2 separate regions of the Mus musculus genome follow, and region 2 is linked to region 1. The links are chromatin contacts, called in public HiCAR-type maps. All regions are on one chromosome and are shown on one strand. Each heading gives the region's core, a stretch centred on a gene start, on an enhancer-like site or on the middle of the called end of the contact. The rest is flanking DNA. Distances are from core to core; before and after follow the strand shown.

What was found. HiCAR-type assays count read pairs that join an accessible place to other places.
Region 2: a HiCAR-type map of astrocytes shows a contact between it and region 1, with 3 times the contacts expected there. The contact joins the promoter of Vinac1 here to the promoter of Bub1 in region 1. A contact is called at or near these places in 1 of 484 Hi-C or Micro-C datasets (bone marrow-derived macrophages) and 1 of 115 datasets of contacts at active chromatin or transcription factors (astrocytes).

The regions. Positions count from the first base shown.
Region 1 is chr2:127,829,693-127,835,222 of GRCm38.p6, forward strand. It overlaps Bub1 (BUB1, mitotic checkpoint serine/threonine kinase), which reads right to left and starts at 2,167. Exons shown (of 25, transcript NM_009772.2): 1 at 2,028-2,167; 2 at 1-45. The coding sequence starts at 2,053.
Region 2 is chr2:129,063,570-129,068,645 of GRCm38.p6, forward strand. It overlaps Vinac1 (vinculin/alpha-catenin family member 1), which reads right to left and starts at 2,340. Exons shown (of 11, transcript NM_001370941.1): 1 at 1,568-2,340. Ttl (tubulin tyrosine ligase) reads left to right here and starts at 2,378. Exons shown (of 7, transcript NM_027192.2): 1 at 2,378-2,734. The coding sequence starts at 2,578.

The DNA of each region.
Region 1 (5,530 bases), core at 917-3,416:
AGTGGGTCATTACCCGTGTAGCTTTGCATATGGGCTTCAAACATGCTAGAATAGAGAAGTACACACATGAAAGAAAGAATAATTCCTAGATGACAAAGATATATTTGATTCTACATTATGTTATCTATGTACTAGAGAATGGAAATCTTGACTTCAACAACCCAAATATCACATAAAAGAGCAATCATTCAGAAGTGTTCAAAAAGTCAGAAACAGTATTTGCTTCATAGTCTATCTAGATTAGTTGATCTCCAACGTCATTGTCTTATTTCTCAAGAGCACAGCTAAGTTAGAGGGTTAGACTAAGATCCAAAGAATGCCTCTCCTTTTGGTGTGATAGCCCCAGTAATTCAATTCGGAGTTTCCAGAGACTGTTGGCTTGAGTCCAAATCTAACATTGTCCCAAAGGAAGAGCCCATGATGACAATGCTCCCAGAGGACTTTGCTTCCCTTACTTCCATAGTACCTAACCACAGCTTAAGAAGTCAGGCAAACAAATCAGGGCCCAATGACCTCAGATGCTAGTGGGATAAACAAACACAAACATAAAAATAGTACCATGTTTCGTTAACTATTAAATAGAAAAGGGGGGCAAACTAAAGGAGTAAGAGTGGGCATATGTTATACTTAAGGACTTGTTAGCTAGCTACCACAGGCATGTTAGGGAAATCATACAGGCTGACAGAACTTGAGCAGAAAGAGTCAAATAAAGTGTGAAGAGAAGAGGTGGCAAGCTCTATCTGCATTTTAAATGTCTTCTTTGTTCCTTCACAAAAAGGAGCAGGGCTGGAACCATAAACAGTAATGAGTTCAGAAGTTACAGCAAGTAAGGGTGAGAATAGTATGTGTACAACTTTGGAGAGAGGATACATGGCAATTAACTGTATTCTCAGTATGCATCAAGTTGAGAAACAACCATAGGTTTTTAAACTGAGAAATGATAAGATTAGGAGAAAAAGAATTTAAAAGTAGTATTTTGGTAGATGACCAGAAAACTATATCTCAAAATATATTTCACTGGCAAACTGAAATGATCATTCAGAGAAACTGCAATGGTTTTCTCATAATTTAGTAGAGATTTTAGCAATTTATTTTTAAGTCAACGATTCTCACTTTTTCACTTTGGATTCATTTTGGATTCTTTTTAGCATGTTTGAAATGTCAGCACTACTTCTGTGTTTAGAAGTTCTTATTTAGCAAAATAAGAAATACAAATATTTGTCCAAGATAAACAAACATTGAATAGCCCCACACCAACCACACCTCCTGGGAAAATGGCTTAAACATCAAATCATTAAAATAAATTAGTCTTTAAAAATCAAAATACCTAGCTTCTATTTTAGAACGGGGAGGGGAAATCCTTAGTCGATCTGATCAAAAATTAAATTGCTTAACGCCAACAGATTTTGGATATCTTACTCTTAGAATACCTAAAGAACTGATGAAAATAAAATTGTATTTCTTGTAACATCCGATTTAACAGTTTTAAATGGCTTAACATCACAGGCTGAGTAAGTCACCTAAGCGCCCGCCCCCAGACCCCAAAACAAAAACAAATAACCAATCAGTGCCTGCAGGAAGCCTCAAATGACTTAATAGCAAGCATTCCCCCCCCCCCATAAAGTTCAGCTTTAATTTTTTTCTTACGTATCAGGCAATCGAGAAATAATAAATTCTTTCCTTAGTTGGGTGGCATTTTTATCAGACTTTGAAATTTTCTCCAAAAATCTCCACCACCACACAAGTTTGGGTTTTGAAGGCGGGGCGTCCCTCGCGTCTAGAGGAAGTTCCCCATGGAGAAGATACGTGACTTCAGAAGGTTCCGCAGACTGCCCAAATCCTCGGCACAAAACGGTAGCCGGCTGCAGCTTGCACGTCTACTCGAGTGACCCGGGGGCTACCGCCTTGGCTGAGGCCTGGTGCAGCGAACCCGCTGAGGAAGCGGCGCTGAGGAGAAAGCGCGCCTGAGGGACCCGGACTCTAACCGTCCCGACCGGCCCACCTCACCGCACCTGACCGACACTTACCGAAAGACATTTTCTAGGTTGTCCATGACGAGAAAAAACGCGCAGCGGCGAAATACCCCACCAGCCGCCGACCAAACTCCCCATCAGCCCCTAACCCCGAGTCTCGAAGGCCGCCGGCGATTCGAATTCCCCGCGCAGCCGCACTTGTGATGTCGAACGTGGGCAGCGCGCCTGACTATTGGTCTCCGCTGCGGGAGAGCTGGCCAATCGCTGCGGCCGTTGCTGGGAGACAAAGTCCCGCCTCCGTCCCCGCCCCCTCCGTCCCTAGCCCGCAGTTCTTTTCATTTGCCTTTTAGTGAGTCCTATGCTAGGTGCTGACTGAGCTAAGGTTTGTTTCCATTCTAGTGAGACACTAGCCATGTTTTGGCATAGAGTTATTATTATTACTTTTTAAAAAACGGTATAAATGGCAACTGGCTTACAGTATTACACTACCAGGCCGAACGTGACGATTCTGTGACTGAAACCCCTTTGAGTCCTCTTGGGTCTTGAGAGTCACTCACGAATTTTTGTCCTCTTTGCTTAACAGAAATGGCATAGCTGGTGAGCTGGCTCGGTGAATAAAAGCATCCACAAGGTGGAAGGAAAGAAAACCAACTTCCTCAAGTTGTCCTCTGATCTCCACATGCATGCCGTGGCACATACTCATATAACAAATGAGGAAACCACAATCATTATGTCTGGTTCACGAATGAAGACAAATAGCCATGTATATGTGTGTGTGTGTGTGTGTGTGTGTGTGTGTGTGTGTGTCCATCCAGAGTTTTATGGGATCCCATGCCTTTGGCCTCTGCCACACTTGGTTCACATAAAGGCACACCCACACGTATTTGTAAAATATTCATAGTAATTTTAAAGAGTCCGGAAGTCCAAGAATAAATATTTAACATGTTCATGTGCCCTGAGAGTGAGTTGAGAAATAATCTAGTCTTCCCTGCTTCTTGAGTTTTAATAACTTCCCACTTTGCCTCTCTAGGGTCACTTGACCAAAGCAAGTAGAACATAAAAGACTCATGCGATTACTACCTTCCTGTTTCTAAAGGTCCTGGGAGTTTTTCAGCTCCTTCAAGTTGATAAAAAAGATATTGCAGCTTCTGGACAGATAGACATTTTCTAACCTAGAGAAAAGAATTATGAGTGATTTCCCATTTGATTTCCTAGAATCATCTAACTAGAGGAACATTCCTGACATGTCTTTATAGCTGCACACGAAAATATTGTCTGTGGCCATGATATTGGCAGAATTGGTAAACACCACTAGAGGGAGTTCCAGGTTCTTGCATTCCTCGTAGATAGTAGCAAGCAAAGTAGATTAAGAATACACTTCCAATGTTTGGCTGCTAACATCTGCCTCTATTTGTAAGGCTCTGGCAAGGCCTCTCAGGAGACAGACATATCAGGCTCCTTTCAGCATGCACTTCTTGGCATCCACAATAGTATCTGGGTTTGATAATTGTATATGGGATAAATTCCCAGGTGGGACAGTCTCTGGGTGGCCTTTCCTTTAGGCTCTGCTCTACACTTTATCTCCATATTTGCTCCTATGAGTATTTTGTTCTCCAAGAAGGACCGAAGCACCCACTCTTTGGTCTTCCTTCTTGAGCTTCATGTGGTCTGTGAATTGAATCCTGGTTATTTTAGGGCTTGTATCCACTTATCAGTGAGTGCATACCATGTGTTTTCTTTTGCGGTTGGGTTACCTCACTCAGCATGATATTTTCTAGTTCTATCCATTTGCCTTAGAACTTCATAAATTCATCGGTTTTTGTTGTTGTTGTTGTTTGTTTGTTTGTTGTTTTTTTCGAGACAAGGTTTCTCTGTTAGTCTTGGCTGTCCTGGAACTCACTCTGTAGACCAGGCTGACCTCGAACTCAGAGATCTGCCTGCCTCTTCCTCCCAAGTGCTGGGATTAAAGGCGTGCACCACCACGCCTGGCAAATTCATCATTTTTAATAGTTGAGTAGTACTCCATTGTGTAAATGTATCACATTTTCTGTATCCATTCCTCTGTTGAGGGACATCTGGATTCTTTCCAGCTTCTGGCTATTATAAATAAGGCTGCTATGAACATAGTGGAGCGTGTGTCCTTATTTCATGTTGGAGCATCTTTGGGTATATGCCCAGGAGTAGGATAGCTGGGTCCTCAGGTAATAGCTGGGTACATAATGGCAGCATTCGTTAATAATGCCCTCAAGTCAGTCCTGTAGTGTGTAGCTCAGTTATCTGAGCCCTGGATAGGGTGTTCAGGAGGCTACTGAGAGGCATGTGCCCTTGGGCAAGTCATTAAACATTGTTGGTTATTCATTTGTAGAAGCAGCTTAAAGGAAACCTGAGCACAAATGCCCAAGATTATGCTGTAACTCACCATAAGCCACTGCATGTGGAATGCCCTATAAATGCTTTGCTGAGGAGGAGGTGAGTCTGTTGCTCTTCCCAGGGCCAGGTGCAGTGTGCAGAGAGAAGCCAGAAACAATTTTTAGAGACTTTCTCTTGTACTGAAGACCTTGTACAGCTCTTGGGGACGAATTCAGATTCCCTCTCCAGTCTACTGCAGACCAGTTCATAATTTTCAGAGGCTAATCACTGTTGGCTTCGTTCATTCCATTTTTTCTGGTCTATGTCTAGTGGCCAGTCTCTTGCCTTGGGGCGGGTACGTCTTTGTAGGGCTGTCTAGAGGCTCCTCAGGGCTGTGGAGAGGGCAGCATCTTTGGTCTACTGTGCTGCCTGTTAGGCTGAAGGCTTTGGGAGGAAAGGAAAGGACTGGGAGACTTTGAAGAGGCAGAGGAGGCAGCAGTCAAACCCCTCAGGAGGCTGCTGAATGGGGTGGGGGAGTAGGCACCTCCCTCCATATTAGATCTATGTAGTCATATCAGCAATGTAGCCTCACAGAGGTTCCTGCCACACACCTTCTCCACTGCATTTGGTTGGTCAGGAGTAGTTATCTTTCCTACACTAAGCCAGTCAAAGTTGTACTAGAATTGCTGTAACTTGAAATAAAGGGGAAACAAAGGTAGTTTTTTATGGTTGGAGCTGAGAACAGTGAGGCTGGGGGCTTGTTGGCCTCTGTTGTTCTTACTTCCAGGTGGGCTTTGGTCTGCCTTGAGAATGGAGAAAGAGAACTGCCCTGAGAATGGAGAAAGAGAAGAGAGAGAGAGAGAGAGAGAGAGAGAGAGAGAGAGAGAGCCGAGACAGTTGGTTCCAGTGGTTTGTGATGCCCTTCACAACAATGATCTTCTCCAGTTATGCCCAAATTTCCCTTGAGTTTTGCAAACTAAAGCATTTTCATTTTGCTGAAAAGAATTCAAACAAGTTTTCATTGGTTTATAACTGAGAGTTAACTGGATAATAGCATTGGAGAGTGATTGGATAACGTGACTGAAAGAAGTCCCATTTTGCCTTCTCTTTCCCCCTCTCCCTCTTCCTCTCTTCACATACACATCAAATATACATATGGGAGTGTGTATATATTAGCACACATATATACACATGCACATACACAAACA
Region 2 (5,076 bases), core at 1,090-3,589, 1.2 Mb after region 1:
AGCTAAAAATCGTAGTGTCTCTTGTACCTAAGCTCTATCTTTATGAGAAAGTAGAATATCATCCATATGATGAACAGGATAAATGTCAGAATAGATTTTACGGACCTGCAGGATAGCAATATCCACAAATTTCTGACAAGGAGTTGGACTATTTTTCATACCTTGGGGGAGGAATTTCCACTGGTACCTCTGGTATGGCCTTTAAAGGTTGGGTGAAGGTAAACTAAAGGCAAAACTCTGACGGTCACAAGGACACAGCAGTATGGTAAAAAAGCAATCTTGAAGATCAATAACAATAACATTATCATTTTGGGAATGGCAGAAGGAGACAGCAACCCAGGTTGAAGGGCTCCCATGCTTTCCATGGTGCCATTTAGTTCTCTAGAGTCCTGTAATAGTCGCCATTTGCCTGATTTCTTTCTTAATAACAAAAATTGAAGTGTTCTAAGGGCTAGTGGAAGACTCAATGTGGCCTTTTTGAAGTTGTTCTTCCACCAGCAGAGTAGCTGCTTCAATGTTTACATTTGTTAAGGGTCACTTGTGTTTGTGATATTTTGTTACTTTCTTTTCAGAAGTCAGACTCCTCCTCTGAGGTTGGTTTTTTTCTCTTCTGATTCACCACGACTCTCTCCTGAACTACTTTTCTCAGACTTTTCTGTTGAGGAATAAACATTTTTCTTAGATCCTGAGTGAGACTGTAGTAATGGAGTCTGCTCATGAGGTGAATCTGATGCTGCTTGGGCGCCTAAGGCCTTTCTGTCATCTGCTAATGTTTCCTCAAGTGTATTCCAAATAGCAAACGAAGAGCAAATGCTGTAAGGGGCACACCTTTTCCTCCATTCTCTATAAACCAGTTTTTAATATCTAACCCTAACTTCTTCCATGTATCCACATCTAAACTTCCCCTTTCTGGGAGCCAGGGACTGACTGTACAAACTGAAGAAAGTCAGTCAGATGGCTAGTTTTAACCTTAAAGACTTTTCTTTCTTTCTTTCTTTCTTTCTTTCTTTCGGGTTTTTTGTTTTGTTTTGGTTTGGTTTAGTTTTTCGAGACAGGGTTTCTCTGTATATAGTTCTGGCTGTCCTGGAACTCACTCTGTAGACCAGGCTGGCCTCGAACTCAGAAATCCGCCTGCCTCTGCCTCCCAAGTGCTGGGATTAAGGGCGTGCTCCACCATTGCCCAGCTAAGACTCTTTTCTTAAGAGTATACTTATTAATATCTGTAAAGAACTCTCTATCTGTAGATTCACTTTGTCCCATCTTGAGAGATACCCATGAAATGCACACAACCCAGAACTGATGTCTTCTGACCTAAGACGGGTGCTGATAGCTTCCAACAGAACAGCTAGGCACTGATGGCACCTAGTATCAGCCTCTGCTGATGGCAGCAGGCAATAAAAGCCAGAGCTGATGGCTCCTGGCTTAACATGGGCACTGATGGTACCCAACCAGGAACTGATGGCCCCAACTATCCGCCTCTACTGATGGCAGAAGACAATTTAACTGCACACTCCTTGTCCAATGGATTTGTAAGACCCAGTTAAGAGTCCTATCTGTGTCCACTTACCTTATTCAATGTCGCTGTTCGGGTGCCAAATTAGAACATTGGGAGCCTCCTGGCCCGGGCCAGGGGTAGCAGTGGAGTCACAGAGTAAGGACTCTGGTGATGGCTTTAACGTCTGAGGGTCTTGGGGCTTTCTAGCTCTCTAATTATACTGAAATGCTGATGATAACTTCTAAAAAGTCCTAAAAACTTTCTTGCTCTTTCTGAGGGCTTGCTTGCTGGCTTAGGCGATTAACACCTGTAGCCTATCAGGGGAGGATTAAGCAATACAGCCTTTGTTCTATCTCAGCAGGAATCTTTCCTAAAATGAGTCCCTCATAGCCTTGCTTAATGAGGGCTCACTGTCGCAGATTATATAATAATCCAAGGCAGGCTACTTCAGGATGATCACCTGCTAGTTATTAGCTTGTCCCATTATGGCTCCTGACATGTGTCCGATTTTACCGCACCCAGATCAAACCCAGAGCTCAGTGCTGGCTAAGCAAGCACTCTACCAACTGAGCTACACCCATGCCTGGATCTTTTGTTTCATCCACCAAATCTGATTTTGAACTTGGTGGAAGACCCAGACAGAGGGCGGAAAGGGATATTGGCGGGCTATGGCGCAGCTGGAATTATTTCCCTTGGTCTCTCCACCGCAGTTTGCTATTACTGCAGCCACACTTGAGACCCATGTCACCGGCCACACACTGAGTGGCGGGGCGGCCCTGGTGGGCCCTGCTTGGGAGCTCCTGCCGCCGCAACCCGCAGACCTGCCCTTAGCGCCGCGCGGAATCACGGTCGTGGGCGGGGCGCCGGCGGTGGGCGGGGCGCTGGGGGTGGGCGCGGCGTCCGGGTGGCGCTCGCCACTCGGGCGGTGGCGCGGGCGCCCAGGGCAGACACTAGGGTAATCCGGAGGCGCGGCCCTGGAATTAGACCGACAGCGGGGCTGAGGCTGAGGCTGGGGCAGTGTGCACGCGGGGCCGCCGTGCCCTGGACTCGTGTAGCGGCTGCGGGGCGCGCTGCCCTTCGCCATGTACACCTTCGTGGTGCGCGACGAGAATAGCAGCGTCTACGCCGAGGTCTCCCGGCTGCTGCTGGCCACCGGCTACTGGAAGAGGCTACGGCGAGACAACCCCAGGTTCAACCTGATGCTGGGGGAGAGGAACCGACTGCCCTTCGGGAGACTAGGTGAGCCCTTCCCTCGTGGCCGCTGCGCGCATGAATCGGAGAGCGAGCGCTTTTGTTTTTTAAGGTCATTAATCTTCCCTAGGCGCGAGCTCACCTTAGCAGATATAAAATGGGTCTAGCAAGACCTAAACCCGTAGCTGGATTTGGAACGGAGTCTGGGTGCGGTTGCCCTGTCTGCTGACAGTGACCTATACCCGCACTCAGGGTGTCGGCCTGGTTCCCCTGCTTCCCTGGGCCCGCATCAGTCATCTTGCAGCTTTCCGCCACTTAGGATTCAGCTCTGTGTGGTGTGGGCGTGGAAGGGGAGTTGAAACCGCCGAGGCTTGGGTTACCCGGAGGCCAAGATGAACCGGCAGGGAATTTGGAGAAAACTCACTGACTTACCCAAAGCAGGAGCTTCCAGGGAAGCTGGAGCGTGGGGAGCTGTTCCATTTCAGACCTTTCCTTTAGCTGCACCAAAAGTTTACATTTGCAGCTGCATTTAGTGATGTTTTCTTACACGATCTTGGGTGACTTTTGCTCTCCTCATCCACATGTGCGAAACTGGCTTGGTACCATTCTATTCGCGTACTCTCATGTAGGAAGGGACAGCAACTCCCTTTTAAATGACGTAATCTTGAAGTTGTCCTAATGGGTTCAACTAGCATCCCACAGACTTGAACCTGGTCTCATGGTCCCTTCACTACATAGTCATCTGGGGAGGGCTTGCCTCTCTCTGGGTGTCTGGTTCTTTTCCAGAATTTCACTTGGGGGTGGGATCATTTGTATTTCAAGGACAGAAGAGGAGGGGGGCATCTCTACCTTAGCAAACACCCCAGAAAGTAGTGTCCCGTGTCCTGAAGAGGAGAGGTTTTTTTCAGACATAGGTGTGGTCAGCGGTGGATGAGGCTAAACGGAAAGCAGTTTGTTTGGAACTAACAGGCAATTTGGCAAGCTTGCATAGGGCACTTGGGTGACATTATAGCCACAGCAAGCTATGATGGCTTATGGAATGAAGTTTGTTAAGGCTTAGTCTTACTGAATTAGTTCAGGGACAACTTTTCATTATTATACATGTTTATACTCTAGCGTGGCGACTCCATGGAGTGGTGGTTGGAAGACTCAGACGTCACAGACTAGAAAATGTGCTTAGAAACTGATGTCCTGTGGTAGCAGATTCCTCCGGAAGGGCTCAGCAAAGAAAGCCCCTCAAAACTAAGTTCCCTGAGAGAAGCACAGGAGCGGCTGACTGGGTCGTTTCTCCTAACTTTACTGCTTCCCTTGCTGGCACCTGACAATGCCTGGTGGTAAGAACCTAGGTAGAACCAAAAGGCTCTCCCAGCCTGGTGTGGGAGTGACTGGCCTTGTCAGTGTGCTGACAGATAGAAACCCTTTGGAATCCCAGGCCTGAGAAGGCAACATGAATTTAGCAGATGACCAGCACATTTTATTTTTATGGAAAAGACAGATGTATTCTCTAAATAAAATGGTTCTAATCCCTTGCCGTTGGGAGGATTCTCTTTTTGTCTAAAGTGGGCTGCATAAAACCCACGGAGAAAGCACGGAGAGTCATGTTCAGGCGCTGAAAGGTCGGGGCCAATAGGGCGAGAAGGTACCAGGTCAACAGGGACTTGGGCTTGTCTTCCCAAGGGAGATTGTGCAAACCAGATAATGTCTGAAAGTTCTGATTTGGTTGTGTGCTATGGTTGGATTAATTATTGTTACCTTTGACACCCAACTCAAAGTCTTTTTAAAATCTTACTTTTTGTTGCAAAGCATTTTGTTAGGGGTTAATTTTTTTAAATAAAACATATTTTTGTTGTATCCTTTTATTTCTAATCATTTATCTGTATTTATTTCATTGTATCATTGTGGTGCTTGAACCCAAGGTGGGGATTAAACCCAAGGCCCCCATATATGCCAAGGATGCGCACAGTACTGCTAAGCTACACTCTGAGCCTCCAGTTGTGGTTTTAAAAGGGTTTCTGTAGTAAGAACTAATGAAATGTCTCCTGGTGGGATCGTGTGAAGAAGTGTTCAGAGCTTCTGATGGCCTTTCCACTACCTCCTTTCACTTCTTAGTGGCTTCTAGAAGCTCCTTAAAGTAGATGACCTATACTCTGCTGCCTTCTTTGATATTTGGAGAATGTGATGTTGGGATGGAGGTGTGGCTGTAGTCAAGTAGCCTTGCTCAACAGATTACAAGTTTATGTATGTTAAGCCCAGAGAGGACTATGCTAAGGGCCAACGAGATATGAGATAGAAAAATACCCAATGCTCTTCTAATAATAAAAAAAAAAAAAAAAAAAAAAAAGGGGAGCCACATCACAGCTGACCTGCAGGCCAGTATTAATGTTTCAGTA